4 separate regions of the Sus scrofa genome follow, and all the other regions are linked to region 1. The links are chromatin contacts, called in public Hi-C and HiChIP or PLAC-seq maps. All regions are on one chromosome and are shown on one strand. Each heading gives the region's core, a stretch centred on a gene start, on an enhancer-like site or on the middle of the called end of the contact. The rest is flanking DNA. Distances are from core to core; before and after follow the strand shown. Region 1 holds the start of ACTG1 (actin, cytoplasmic 2). Region 2 holds the start of NDUFAF8 (NADH dehydrogenase [ubiquinone] 1 alpha subcomplex assembly factor 8). Region 3 holds the start of SLC38A10 (putative sodium-coupled neutral amino acid transporter 10). Region 4 holds the start of ARHGDIA (Rho GDP dissociation inhibitor (GDI) alpha).

Region 1 (3,267 bases), core at 104-2,603:
GGTCCAGACGCAGGATGGCGTGGGGCAGGGCGTACCCCTCGTAGATGGGCACCGTGTGGGTGACCCCATCCCCAGAGTCCATGACAATGCCAGTGGTGCGGCCAGAGGCGTACAGGGACAGCACGGCCTGGATGGCCACGTACATGGCCGGCGTGTTGAAGGTCTCGAACATGATCTGGGAAAGGCAACGGCTCCTTAGTCAGAGAAGGGACCCCGGGCCACCCCATGCTACACACCATGCCGACATGCCACAAACGTGATGTGATGTGTGGAGAAAAGAAAAGGAAGCAGGCAGAAACACAAACGAGAAACCTTGAGACTTCAGGAAGGAAATGCCAGGAGAAGAACAGAACCCTGAAAATATCGAAAGAAACACTTGAATTTCAGGAAAAAAAACCCAAAAGCTCAGCACTAAACGACTCATGAAACGGATGGAAACGGCCCACTGCACCCGGCAGCGCCTACCTGAGTCATCTTCTCACGGTTGGCCTTGGGGTTCAGGGGGGCCTCCGTGAGCAGCACGGGGTGCTCCTCGGGGGCCACGCGCAGCTCGTTGTAGAAGGTGTGATGCCAGATCTTCTCCATGTCGTCCCAGTTGGTGACGATGCCGTGTTCGATGGGGTACTTGAGGGTCAGGATGCCCCGCTTGCTCTGAGCCTCGTCGCCCACGTAGCTGTCCTTCTGGCCCATGCCCACCATGACACCCTGGTGTCGGGGACGCCCGACGATGGACGGGAACACGGCCCGGGGGGCGTCATCCCCAGCAAAGCCAGCTTTGCACATGCCGGAGCCATTGTCGATGACCAGCGCGGCGATCTCTTCTTCCATGGCGATCTGCTCAAAGGCACGAGCGGCTCAGGCGCGCCCAGCGGCGCCGGGACGGCCCCTGCAAAGGCCCTGCCCGCGAGACGCTCCGCCTCCCCCCGGCCCGGCAGCGGAGAAACCGCCCGGAACCGGGGCCGCCTTTTATGTAACCCCCCCGCCCGCCGCCGTTCCGCGGCGGCGCGGCCCAGAGCGCTCGGCAGTGCGGCCGGACCCCACCCAGCTCCCGCCCCCGAGGGCGCCCCCACTGCGGACCCCGGGGGCCCGCCCGGCCGCCCCTTTTGTTGCCAGCGGCGGTGAAGCCGGGCCTCTGGGGCCGGGGCCGGGCCTGCGGAGGAGCGCGAGAGCCGGACACCGGGCCGGAGCTGCGCAGGCCTGGTCACCTACCGGCGGAGACGGCGGCCGCGGGGCGCGGAGGAGCGAGCGGAGGAGCGGCGAGAAGACACGGAGCGCGGGCCGGCTGCGGCGAGCGAGACCGACCGCGGCCTCCCCCGCCCCTATTTAAGCGGAGCGGGGGGCGCGCGCGGCCCGGCGGCGCGCGCGGCCCCAGAACATGTCCATATATGGCGATCTTTCCGAACGCCGGGCGCCCATTGGCCCGGCCGGCCGGGGCACGTGGGGCCCCGCGCCCGGTCCCGCCCCCTCCCGCACCGCCCCCAACCGCCCCGCCCGCGCCGCCCCCGCGCGCCCGCGACCCCGCGCGCGAGACCCCGCGCGGGGCAGGCTAGCGGGCCGGGCTGGCGATTCCCCCCCCCACCGCCCCCGGGGTCGCAGGGTGGGCCGCAGAGCTGACCCGCCGGCTCCGCCCCGGGACTGTCGCGCACCCTGGGGGAGGGCCCGGCTGCACCCCGAAACTGCCTGGCCCGGGGCTGGGCGGCACCGGGAGCAGGGTGTGTTCCCGCGCCCCGCCCCCGCAGGGGGGCTTCGCTCCCCGCGCGCCCCCTGCGAGTTTCCTCCCCGAGGCTCTGCAGGGAGCTCGGGCCGCGAGGCGGCTTCTCGGTGCTGAGCTGGGGGCGTGGGGGAGGGGAGAGGGCGGTGGTCGCCGCCGGTCGCCGTGGCGGCACTGTGGGCCCGGCGGTCCGGGGGAGTCCCGGGGAGCCGTGACCTCGCCCTTCTCACGACGAGAAGGAGCCGCCCGTTTCCTAGCGCAGCCACCACCGCCAAGGCCCCTCCGCCGGTGTCGGGGCGCCGGGGGTCCCTGATTGTGCAGAGACAGGCCCCGTCCTACCACACCCAACCAACGCATCCTGCGCCTCAAACCGCAGACCCGATTGTCCCCAGGCGGCGGCTCCTCTCTGCGTTTGGGGCCACCCCCTCCTCGTCCGCGGGGGAGGTGGTGGAGTTTTGCTCCATTTTAATTACTTTTGAGTGTTGTATGGAAACTGAGGCAGGGGCTACCTGAATCATCACCTTCCCCCTAGACTTGAGCGGGGCACCCTCTTCTCTGTTTATGATACTAGGAAACGGCCACGCCTGGAGTGGGTTTCCTAGGCCTCAGTAACTCTGGGGCTGTGGGTCCAGTCGGCTCCAGGGCGCGCCCTTTTCCCCAGGAGGCTGGTCTTGAAGTCCTGTCACTGCTGGCAGGGTCTTGGTCACACCTGCTGCCACCAGTGCTTTGGTTATGCCCAGAGGGAACCAGGTACTTTGGAAGCTTTCGGGATTGCTCAGCACGGAATTAAACATCAAAAGAGCCACAGGGAAGAGAGAGCACTGGCCAAGAGGGGTGGCAGTGGTGCCGGGCAGACCGAGTCTGGGGCCTTGTCAGGGTCCCAGTATGCTTGGCTGGACCTGGGCAGGTGTCTGCCGATGGGGGGGCGGGACCAGGTGCCCCAAGAGCCCTTCAGCTGGTGTTCACATCTGCGTTGGGCTAGACAGGTAAAGCCGCTGCCCAGCTCACCTGGGGGGGAACCTCTGTCACCCAAACGCAATCCATGCCTACGGCCACCTGTGCCACCAGGCCTAGCTGGGTACCCGACTTCCCAGACTTTCCAAAGGCACAGGGCAAGGCCTGGTGTGTGCGTGTGCCACTCTTGGGAGAACCGGGGGCTGGGCCTCCAGAAAAGTCCCCCCTTACTGGCACCTCTGGGCACAACCATGGGCCTTCAGCCCCCAGGTGGGGGCGTCCATGTGTGAGGACAACTGCCACACTTGGCGGTCCCAAGATGTCACACACGGAAGTGGGAAGTATCCAGTATCCAAGGCCTCACGCCCTGGGTCCGCCCGCCCCACATTCCACGCCGGCTCCCTCGACCGCGGGGCACTCCTTTGTCTGGTGTGCCCAAGCTGCTCCGGCGGACAGGTGGCGAAGAGGCAGAGGCCCCTGGATCTCTGTCTCCGTCCTCCTTCCCTTCTCCACTTTGCAGTGGGCAGGGCGCCGGGGGCGCGGCCAGAGGGTCGCGGGGAAAGTGGGGCGGGGCCTGGGAACCCCGAGATTCCCGGGGCTCC
Region 2 (2,987 bases), core at 57-2,556, 200 kb before region 1:
ACACACTATGTTCCTTATGTTTCGTTTAGAAACAGCTTAGCAATAAGCAGTTTAAAACCGAAGAGCTTGGAGGCTTTCCTTGTGCGTCTCCCTGGCTTGACTGCACCCTAAACACAATCACCTGTGAACTAAAGATGAGGCGCCCTGAGCACAACCGCCCGGGGATTAAAGATTAGCACCTGCTGTTCTTCAGGAACTTTCCCAATTCGTTCTAACCGCTCATCAGGATACCCCTTTCTCAAGTATTGTTATTCCAGGAAAAGTCAAGATTCATAACCCGGAAAACCACTGAGCTCTCCGGCACCAGCTTAGGTGACTAAGAATCGCTGAAAGAAAGAAGAATGCGTGTTTGCCCCAACCCTGATTCTTATCTGAAACCCTGTTTTTCTCCTTTTAGACCATAAAACTCCCTGCAACTCTTCCCCAAGAAACGGCCCAGTCTTTAGGGCGTTAGCCTGCTGTCACCTCCTTGGCCTGGCAGAGCAATAAAAGCTATTTTTTTCTCCTTCACCCCTATCTGACGCCCGCCACTGAGTGAAACGGTCGTCCTGCTTTCCAGGCTAGTGTCTGGCCCTGTAATTGATCTTCGACAGAGCTCAGGGGTCACTGCGTCTTTTTCTCGAAAGCTCTCAAGTTGGGTAAGAAAGCACTAACTTGGGGCCCCTGGCTCTCTTCCCCAATTTGGACTCGGGTCAAGGCGTCTCACTGTCCCCAGGACCTGACACAGGGCTGGCTGACCTGCCTCCTCCACGCACGTGCGGCGGGGTCCCGCAGCCTCGGAGGGGTCCAGGGTAGGAGGGAGAGGAGGGGAGCCGGGGGTGTCGGAGGCGGGGCTGGGGGGAAGAGGCGAGAGGAGAGGTGGGGGGGCCGCAGAGCTGTGACCCCGCGGGGGCCGAGCGGGGCCACGGAGGCGGCCAACTCGGCCGGGAGGCTGCGCGCGGCGGGGCCGGGCCGCCCGCACTCACCCGGTGCAGGAAGCTCAGCCGGTCCCGCAGCTGCGGCGTGGCCGCCATGGATGCCGGTCACCTTCCGGCCCCGCCCAGCTTCCGCCAAGCCCTGACCCCGTCCAGTCACTCAGCGGGCCTGGCCCCGCTGGCCAATCGTTCGCGTGGGGCGGGCCCTGAGGCCGTCCTCGGTAAACAATTTGCACCTGAACCAATCCAAAGTCTAAGGTCAAAGACGGACGAAACCACGAGCCAATTACAGGGCTCTGCTCCCAGAGCGTAGTTCCGGAGGCGAGGCAGAGGCGTGGCTGAAGCCTGGCCAATTACAAAGCGCAGAACAGGTTGTGGGCGGAAGCGTCGACCAATCAAGCTGTTGGGTGCGGGAAGAGGCCGGACCTAAGATGGCGGCGCCCACGGGTGCCAGGAAGAGCCGCTCATGTCGGGTAGCGGAGCGGTGTGGGGTCGAGTGCGAAGCCGCCTCCGCGCCTTCCCCGAGCGCCTGGCGGCCTGTGGGACTGAGGTGCGGAGCCGTCAGCGAGGCGGGAGGGCTGTACGGGGCGGGGCGGGGCGGGCGGTTACCGGGGAGCGGCGGGGGGGTCTACTGGCTGACCGGCGGGCGCAAGGGCCGCCGCGATCCTCGCCCGTCCCCGTCCTGTCCCCAGGCCGCGGCCTACGGCAGGTGCGTGCAGGCATCCACCGCCCCGGGCGGCCGCCTGACCAAGGACCTTTGCGCGCAAGAGTTCGAAGCCCTGCGGCGCTGCTTCGCCGCCGCGGTAAGTGGGCGCCGGCCCCGCCGGGGCGGGGGGCACCCTGGTTTCGGTGTTGGGCGCCGGCAGGTGCTGCGCACACGGCACACCCGCCCACCAGCCAGCGCGACCCCCGCCCGGCCGTGTCCATCGCGGGGAGGGGAACGGCACCCTCACCGTGTTACTGCGGTGCCTTGGAACCCTACCTGGGCCTGTCGCCGAGGCGGGGTAACGCCAAAAGGGACCCCACGTGTGTGCTGCGCGTGGGCGGTTACAGCCAGGCCCCTGGTCTCCCCCTGCTCGACTGCGCGTTTCTCAGAGGGTGAAGGGACAACCAGCAGGGCCGCAGCGGCTGCGAAGTCCTCCACCAGCCGCGCTGACGGGTGCCAAGGGCGCAGAAGCGGCTGCGCTGACGCGGTCTGTTGGTTCCCTGGCTCTGGGTTCAGATCTGCCTCCAACCACTCAGGAGCGGGTGTCTTCTGTTTCCGAGCTGTGGCATTTTCTGATCCTCACTGATCGAACCCTGTGCTGGAGAAATCCTTACGCACTATGCCCACGTAAAGAACTATGGTGTCCAGTTTGTGTTTTCAAGAAAGACGAGGAAGAAGTAGAATTGGAGGCAACTCTCTGGGCAACTGAGATGGGCGCTCCAGACATCTCAAGGGCAGGCAGCGGAGACTGCACTGAGGCTTCCACACGGGGGTTTGAGCTGGTGCCGAGGTGTCAGGTCTCCGGGGTCTGGGGTGGGCTGTGATGCCAAGGATCAGCTCTGTTCACCAGACGCAGATCCTGAGAACCGGACCCCAGAGGGGGCAGGATGATTCCAGGAATCTGAGGCCATTTTCTGACGTTCCGGGATGGCTCTCCCTCCTTTTCTGGGCCCTCAGACCCTCCTCGCACTCCCCTTGCCATGACCGTGGCTGGGACGCGCAGTCTCAGCCTTGTCACCAACCTCTGATCCGACGCGGACATGTCCTTGGGACTTGCTTCCTGCCTCCTGGCAGATCCCCCGGGAGGGGACAGGCCTCGGTCCCACGGTCACCGGTTGCGAGGTGAAGACCCGCGCTCCCGGCACCAGGCTCTGCTCTGGCACCTGTGGGCGCGTGGTCACCTGCACAGGTGTCTGGTCGTCTGAGACTCTTTATGCTCCTTTGCCTCCATCGTGCTGTCCTGTCCCCAAAAGGCTGGCCCTTGTGCCTTTTTCCGCTGATGGGGACCTAACTGCAGGCCCTGGGCCCTGGGAACTCAGGACGGGAACGAGGACTTTCTTACCTGAGGACATGAGGGGATGACCCCA
Region 3 (3,114 bases), core at 372-2,871, 160 kb before region 1:
CCCTGCCGCGGTGGCACGTGGCAGACAGGCGTGAAGGATGGCGGTACAGGTACAGGCGCAGGACAAGCCAACTACACATCCCAGGAGGCAGTTCTGTGCCAGGCGCGTCGCAGTGCGCGCTGGGATACGTAGTCCCTCCAGGAACACCCAGAGGGGGCCGGCCCACACTGCGACTCCCATGCCAAGACACAGATGTTGCCTTGGAGGTTCCAGAAGCCGCCAGCATGGCCTTCCACGTCAGCCCGCCGTCTCCATCCCCCCAGCAACACGGTCACCAAGCAAGTCAGAGCAACCGCTCACACGGGAACCGAAACGCATTTTCTTCTGCTTGCTATTTACAGCAAAGCATCCTAAATATGAAAAATGCAAAACCTGAATCTAAGATGAAGCAACTGGAGCCCACGTCAAGGCCAAAATATCATCTTATGCGCATTTTTCCACGTAAGGCTGGTCTTTGAGGGCCTGCTGGCCACCTGTCCTCCCCTGGTGTCCCACTGGTCCTCCTCCAGCCTCAAGAAAGCCGCTCTCCCTCGTGGCCAGCTCCTGCCCCAGGCGGCCGGGGGAGCGGCACCTCCAGTGTGGCACACAGGAAGCGGAGAAGTTCGTTTTTAGTTAAGAAGTTGCCCAATTTGATAACTCTGTCAACCTCCCTCTTCTAAAGGACCAAAAGCCTCTTTATTTGTGGATTAAACAGAAGCCAAATAAACCCACACCTCAAAAAAGGCTGAGTTTCTCTCCTGCAGTATTTAACGTCGGAATGACACCAATTTTTTAATACTTCCGACGTTTTCCGTTAAGGTAAGGTTTGCCCACAGCGAAACACAAAGCTCTGACGTGTCCAATCTGGTGAATTTAGCAACCCCCTCAGAACCCACACCCCAATCTAGTTCCAAGGCCGGGGTTGACCTGTGCGCTCCCGGAAAGGAGTGCGGTGGGATCAGAGTTGCAAGAAACGCCAGGAAAGGACGCGAACACGGAGTCCCGCGGTCACTCTCCAGTTTTCAAGATCGCCTCGCTACACGCTGCACCTCGGTCTGAAGTTACCAACGGTGCGCAAGCTGTTCGCGGGGGGCTTTCCCTCGGCTTCCGCGGCGGCGCCGGGGCGGGTGGGCTGCCGGGTCCCTCCTCCCGCCGCGCCGGCTCCCGTGACGGGCTGAGCCCGGGGCGGCCGGGGCGGCGACCACCGCCCGCTCGACTCACCTGTTTGAAGCAGAAGGGCATGGTGAGGACACTGACCCCTACTATGCTGTTCACTATGTTCGTGATAAGCCCCCAGTTGGAGGCCGCGGCCGCGGTCATGGCGCGAGGCCTGGGGCCCCGGAGCCCCGGGTCCAAGGCGCCGGCAGGACGGTGGGGCGCGAGACCCCGAGGGGGACGCCGCCTGGAGGAGGCGGTCTCGCGGGAAGGCGGCGGGAGCAGTCACCCTCCAGGCCCCGCCAGGCCCCGCGGCCGCCTCATAGCTTCGTCCCCCGCTGGCTCCCGCGGGCCACCGCAGCGTCCCCGAGCCCAGACCGGGAAAAGCCGCGGGGAGCCGGCGAGAAACACTCCGGTGCTGCTCGGCGGCCGCCTGGGCACGCACACTTCCGCCTTCCGCGAGCTCCTCCGCCCGGAAGTGACGACGAGGGGCGGAGCTCGGGGCAGGGCGCTCACCAATGAAAGGCGGACCTCGGCGCCTGCAGGGGCGGGGCTTGGATGGACGCACACGGGGGGGTGGGGACGGGGTCTATGGGGCGCACCTGTCCCTACAGCCAGCTGATCCTCCCTGTGGAGCTGGCGTCCTGCGCCATGTCTTGCAGGGTCTGGAGCACAAGAGCTCGCCCCTTGTGGCCCCCATCCGGAAGAGCAGTGGAGGGCAGGAGGGAAAGGGCCACGTCACGCCTTCTGGAGAGGAGCAGGATTTTAAGCCTTCATTTTCAGCAATTACCCTCGAGACCGATTGGGAGAAGTGTGCTAGATGCGCGGGTCTCCGGGGCTGCACCTTCATGTCAGCGTTGATAACGGATTCCAGGAGTTAGCGCCCACGTTTTAGGAGTGGGACGCTGAGCACAGAGAGGCTGAGTTCCTCAGCAAGAGTACACAGTTCTAAAGAGTGGGCATGGAGGAGTTCGCGTTTTGGCTCATCAGGTTAAGGACCAGTCTCCGTGAAGATGTGTGTTTGACCCCTGGCCTGCCTAAGTGGGTTAAGGATCCAGCGATGCCACAGGCTGCAGCACAGGTCGCAGATGTGGCTCAGATTCGGTGTTGCCATAGTGTAGACCCCTGCTGCAGCTCCCATTCGACCCCTGGCCCAGGAACTTCCATATGCCACGATGCAGCCACAATTTAAAAAAAAAAAAAATTGGAGTTCCTGCTGTGGCACAACAGGTTAAGGATCCAGTATTGCAGCAGCTGTGGTGTAGGTCACACCTGGGTCTGGGATAGGATCCCTGTCCGGGCAACTTCCATATGCCGTGGATGCGGTGGAAAAACATTTTTTTAAATAAGCAATAATAAAATAGCCCGGAATATATATATCCATTCTCCTGCTGAGGGCCACCGAGTTGCTTCCAATTATTTGCCATTATAAACAGTGATTCAGTGAACACCACGGCCCTTGTCTTCTCGGGTGTTGGGGGGGCTCCAGGGTAAACCCGTAGAAGCAGAACTGCCGGTTCACGTGCAGGCACACCTTCATTTTACCAGGTATTGCCCAATCGCTCTTCAAGTAGTTATGAGAGTTCTTGCTAGTTTACATCAGAGGCTGGACAATTTTTTTGTTTGTTGTCTTTTCTAGGGCTGCACCGCGGCATATGGAGGGTCCCAGGCTAGGGGTCTAATCGGAGCTATAGCCACCAGCCTACACAACAGCCACAGCAACATAGGATCCGAGCCCCATCTACAACCTACATCACAGCTCACGGCAATGCCGGATCCTTGACCCACTGAGCAAGGCCAGGGATGGAACCTGCAACCTCATGGTTCCTAGTCGGATTTATTAGCCACCGAGCCACGACGGGAACTCCAGAGGCTGGTCAATTTTTCCTGCGAAGAGCCAGGTAGCAAATATTTTCTGTTTCAAAAGCCACATAGTGGAGTTCCCATTGTGGCTCAGTGGAACCAAGCCTGACTAGCATC
Region 4 (3,162 bases), core at 224-2,723, 210 kb after region 1:
GCATCCTCTGTAACAGGAAGGCCATGACAGCCAGAACGTCGAAAAGGGCCCGGAAACAGTCTCCCGAGGCCCAGAAGGGCCACCTTCACCTCCTCATCCTGCCCACCTCAGGGGACCCAATTCCAGGTCCACAGTATCCAGGGCTAGAGAGGCCCCAGCCTGCCCCTTGCAAAGACCAGGGACAGCTCCCCTGCTTCCAGGAAGCAGCAGCACCCCAGACCTACCTAGCAGGGTCAGGACCAAGTCCTGCTGCTTGTCCTGAATCGCCCAGGGGCTCACCTCAAGAGATCCCTCCTACTGACTATTGCTGATCGGTCTGTTCCTTCAGGCCTGTCCTAAATGTCTGTGCAGGCTACAAGTTAGTTCTTTCTCACCCTACAAACACAAGGCTCTCCTAAGGCTCAGATGACAGGGCTAGCCTGAGTCGCACAGATAAATCCTGAAATGGACGAGGGACCCTAAATGTCTGCCAACCTTATCTCCAGCTGTGAGGGTTCAGAGACCTAGAATTTGGAAACTGCTCTAGACGTGTGGGAATTTCAGGAGCCCCCTTCGGGATCCTCGCCCAGAAGAGCTCGCAGCAGTGCCATCAAAGAGAGGAGCAGTGCATAGGGCAGCCACTGGTCTTCTTTCACTAAGAATGACCATCGCATACCCCCCCCGGAATCCCCGAGCAGTATCTGAAACCCGCTCGGACCCGACTCGGTGGTGTGGGAGGTGGGTCAGGGCCGCCGTTGTCCGTAAAGACAGCCAAAGCCGGGATGTGCGCGCGGACAAGATCTCACAAAGGGCCGCGGGGGACCCGGAACCACCCGGCCGCCGAAGGCAGGGTGGGGCCCGGCCCGTATTTCCAGACCTCCTAGTCGCTTCCTCTGGAATTCCTCTAGAAAGCTCACGCCCTAACGCCACTCAAGCGCGGCCGCAGGCGACAGGATCCTCTAAGTGCGATCGCGCGGCGCGCACTTCCTGCAGGGCCCGCAATCTGGACAGGGCGCGGCAGGCGCGCGGGGTGGGGCGCGGGGGCCACACGGCTCAGGCGAGTGGGCGTCCGGCCGGAGCAGGCTGGCGTGCACCGGCGAGGAGGGAGCCGCTGAGCACGAGCTGCGACCACAAAAGAGGCCTGCACCTCTGTGCATCCCCAGCTCCCGCCCCCGGCCCCTACGCCCCCACCTCTCGCCTTCCAGCTCCCTCGCCGCCGCCTCCCTCCTCCGGCGTCCCCGATTCGCACGTGGGCTGCCCCGGCGCCCCGGCCGCCGCCCGCTGTCACCGCCGCCCCCGCCCAGCGCAGACCCTTCGGGTGGGCAGGCAGGAGGGCGGGGCGGGCGGGGCGGGCGGCGGGAACAAAGGCGCGGCCCCCCGCCTCCCCCTCCGCGGCTGCCCCGCCCGCTAGCCCACCGCACCAGCCGGCCCCGCCGCCCGCGCTCACCGGAGCCTCGACCGCGCCGCTCTCGCGCTCCCTCCCGCACGGAATGACGAACGTCGCCGCCCCACCCGCGCGCGCCCGGCCGGCCACTTCCGGGATCACGCGACTTCCGCTCGCGCCGGGCGGGCTCCGGAGAGCGCATGCGTGCGCGGGGGCTGCTGGGAGCGCGCCGCGGCCATCTTGAGATCCCGGCTTGTGGGCGCGTCCCGCGTGGGCAGCGAGCGGGGAGCCCTGTGGAGGCCGGTAGGGTTGGGGTTCTGCGCCCTTTGGCACCTGCGTTTCCTGGTCCGGGGCGTCCCCGCGGGTCAACCCGCAAGCTAAAGGGGCGAGGCAGTGGCTCGCGGACGGTGGGCGTGGCACGCGAGGCGCAGGCGTGTCTCTCGGGCACGCAGCCGTCACACCGCGGGGACGCGCTAGTCGGGCAGCCCCCGTCCCCGAAACCAGCGCGCCGTCCCTGCCTTTCCTTCCTTTCCAGACCCGTCAGCGTTTGGCCGCCCTGCCGGGAGCGCTCCTTCACGAAGAGAAACTCAGCATCGGGAGCGGCTCTGTGCCGCTCGTGACTCCGGAAGCCCCTGGCTCAGCCGCCACCGTCCCCCGGGGTCTCCACCCGGAGCGCCGGGGCTGGGGGCGCGCGTGATTTGTGGCCGGCGGGATGGAGCCCGCGCTGCCGAGGGCCCCCAGCGCTCGTCTCTCCGCGTGGGGTCCAAGCCCTCCGCTCCACGGCGCGGTCACGTACGCTCACCTGGATGGCGCATCGGCTTGTTAGGCGGTAGAAGCGATAGAACTGCGAAATACTGATCTTAGTATTTTTGGAAATGTCTCAACTTGCGCCAGTTTGGGGAATACTGTCAGCTTTCTGTGTAGAAAGTTGAGCTGGCCAAAGGCAGAGCATTCCAAGCTGGTTGGTTCCTGGGATGTGCTTCGCAGGCGTCCTGTTACTGGAAGCTGCAACGCCAGAGCCGGGCGTCCTGCCTCGCTGCCAAACTGCTTTCCAGTAACCCAAGTGCCTTTTACTTTATTTATTCTTTTTTTTTTTTTTTTTTGTCTTTTTTTTGTCTTTTTGCTATTTCTTTGGGCCGCTCCCGCGGCATATGGAGGTTCCCAGGCTAGGGGTTGAATTGGAGCTGTAGCCACCGGCCTATGCCAGAGCCACAGCAACGCAGGATCCCAGCCGTGTCTGCAACCTACACCACAGCTCACGGCAACGCCGGATCCTTAACCCGCTGAGCGAGGGCAGGGACCGAACTCGCAACCTCATGGTTCCTAGTCGGATTCGTTAACCACTGTGCCACGAGGGGAACTCCTATTTATTCTTTTTTTTTTTTTTTTCTCTCGCTTTTTTTAGGGCCGCAGCCGTGGCATATGGAGGTTCCCAGGCTGCGGGTCACATCAGAGCTACAGCTGCTGGCCTACACCACAGCCACAGCAACACGGGATCCAAGCCTAGTCTGCAACCTACACCACAGGTCAGGGCAACTCCGGATCCCCCTGAGTGAGACCAGGGATCGAACCCAAAACCTCATGGTTCCTAGTCGGATTTGTTTTCGCTGGGTCCCACACCGGGAACTCCCCCAAGTGCTTTTTAAAAAAATACCAGGCTCTTACATACATCGTCTGTTGCTGTGTAAAAGCAGGCCATGAAATTTAGCCACTTGAAACGACCAATTTTATTATTTTGCATAGTGTCCAAGGATCAGGGAGCCCCTCTGCAGGGTAGTTGTGGCTTTGGGTTTTGTATG

What was found. A called contact is a pair of places that touch in the nucleus more often than the background predicts. HiChIP or PLAC-seq counts read pairs in DNA pulled down with a chosen protein or histone mark.
Region 2: an H3K27ac HiChIP or PLAC-seq map of alveolar macrophages shows a contact between it and region 1. The contact joins the promoter of NDUFAF8 here to the promoter of ACTG1 in region 1. A contact is called at or near these places in 3 of 5 promoter capture datasets (fetal skeletal muscle, liver and skeletal muscle), 23 of 47 Hi-C or Micro-C datasets (adipose tissue, alveolar macrophages, blood and 13 more) and 2 of 2 datasets of contacts at active chromatin or transcription factors (alveolar macrophages and skeletal muscle).
Region 3: an H3K27ac HiChIP or PLAC-seq map of skeletal muscle shows a contact between it and region 1. The contact joins the promoter of SLC38A10 here to the promoter of ACTG1 in region 1. A contact is called at or near these places in 2 of 5 promoter capture datasets (fetal liver and liver), 10 of 47 Hi-C or Micro-C datasets (embryonic fibroblasts, epiblast stem cells, heart right ventricle and 3 more) and 2 of 2 datasets of contacts at active chromatin or transcription factors (alveolar macrophages and skeletal muscle).
Region 4: a Hi-C map of liver shows a contact between it and region 1, with 2.2 times the contacts expected there. The contact joins the promoter of ARHGDIA here to the promoter of ACTG1 in region 1. A contact is called at or near these places in 2 of 47 Hi-C or Micro-C datasets (heart right ventricle and liver).

What each region holds. Positions count from the first base shown.
Region 1 is chr12:1,318,441-1,321,707 of Sscrofa11.1, reverse strand. ACTG1 (actin, cytoplasmic 2) reads right to left here and starts at 1,353. Exons shown (of 5, transcript XM_003357928.4): 1 at 1,210-1,353; 2 at 466-834; 3 at 1-175. The coding sequence starts at 828.
Region 2 is chr12:1,517,797-1,520,783 of Sscrofa11.1, reverse strand. It overlaps NDUFAF8 (NADH dehydrogenase [ubiquinone] 1 alpha subcomplex assembly factor 8), which reads left to right and starts at 1,306. Exons shown (of 3, transcript XM_021066478.1): 1 at 1,306-1,464; 2 at 1,607-2,987. The coding sequence starts at 1,381. The coding sequence ends at 2,206. It overlaps TEPSIN (TEPSIN, adaptor related protein complex 4 accessory protein), which reads right to left and starts at 1,024. Exons shown (of 14, transcript NM_001244108.1): 1 at 966-1,024. The coding sequence starts at 1,013.
Region 3 is chr12:1,479,752-1,482,865 of Sscrofa11.1, reverse strand. SLC38A10 (putative sodium-coupled neutral amino acid transporter 10) reads right to left here and starts at 1,621. Exons shown (of 18, transcript XM_005668573.2): 1 at 1,201-1,621. The coding sequence starts at 1,299.
Region 4 is chr12:1,111,706-1,114,867 of Sscrofa11.1, reverse strand. It overlaps ARHGDIA (Rho GDP dissociation inhibitor (GDI) alpha), which reads right to left and starts at 1,473. Exons shown (of 6, transcript NM_001201384.1): 1 at 1,427-1,473. LOC110255935 (a long non-coding RNA gene) reads left to right here and starts at 1,564. Exons shown (of 2, transcript XR_002336921.1): 1 at 1,564-1,666; 2 at 1,899-3,162.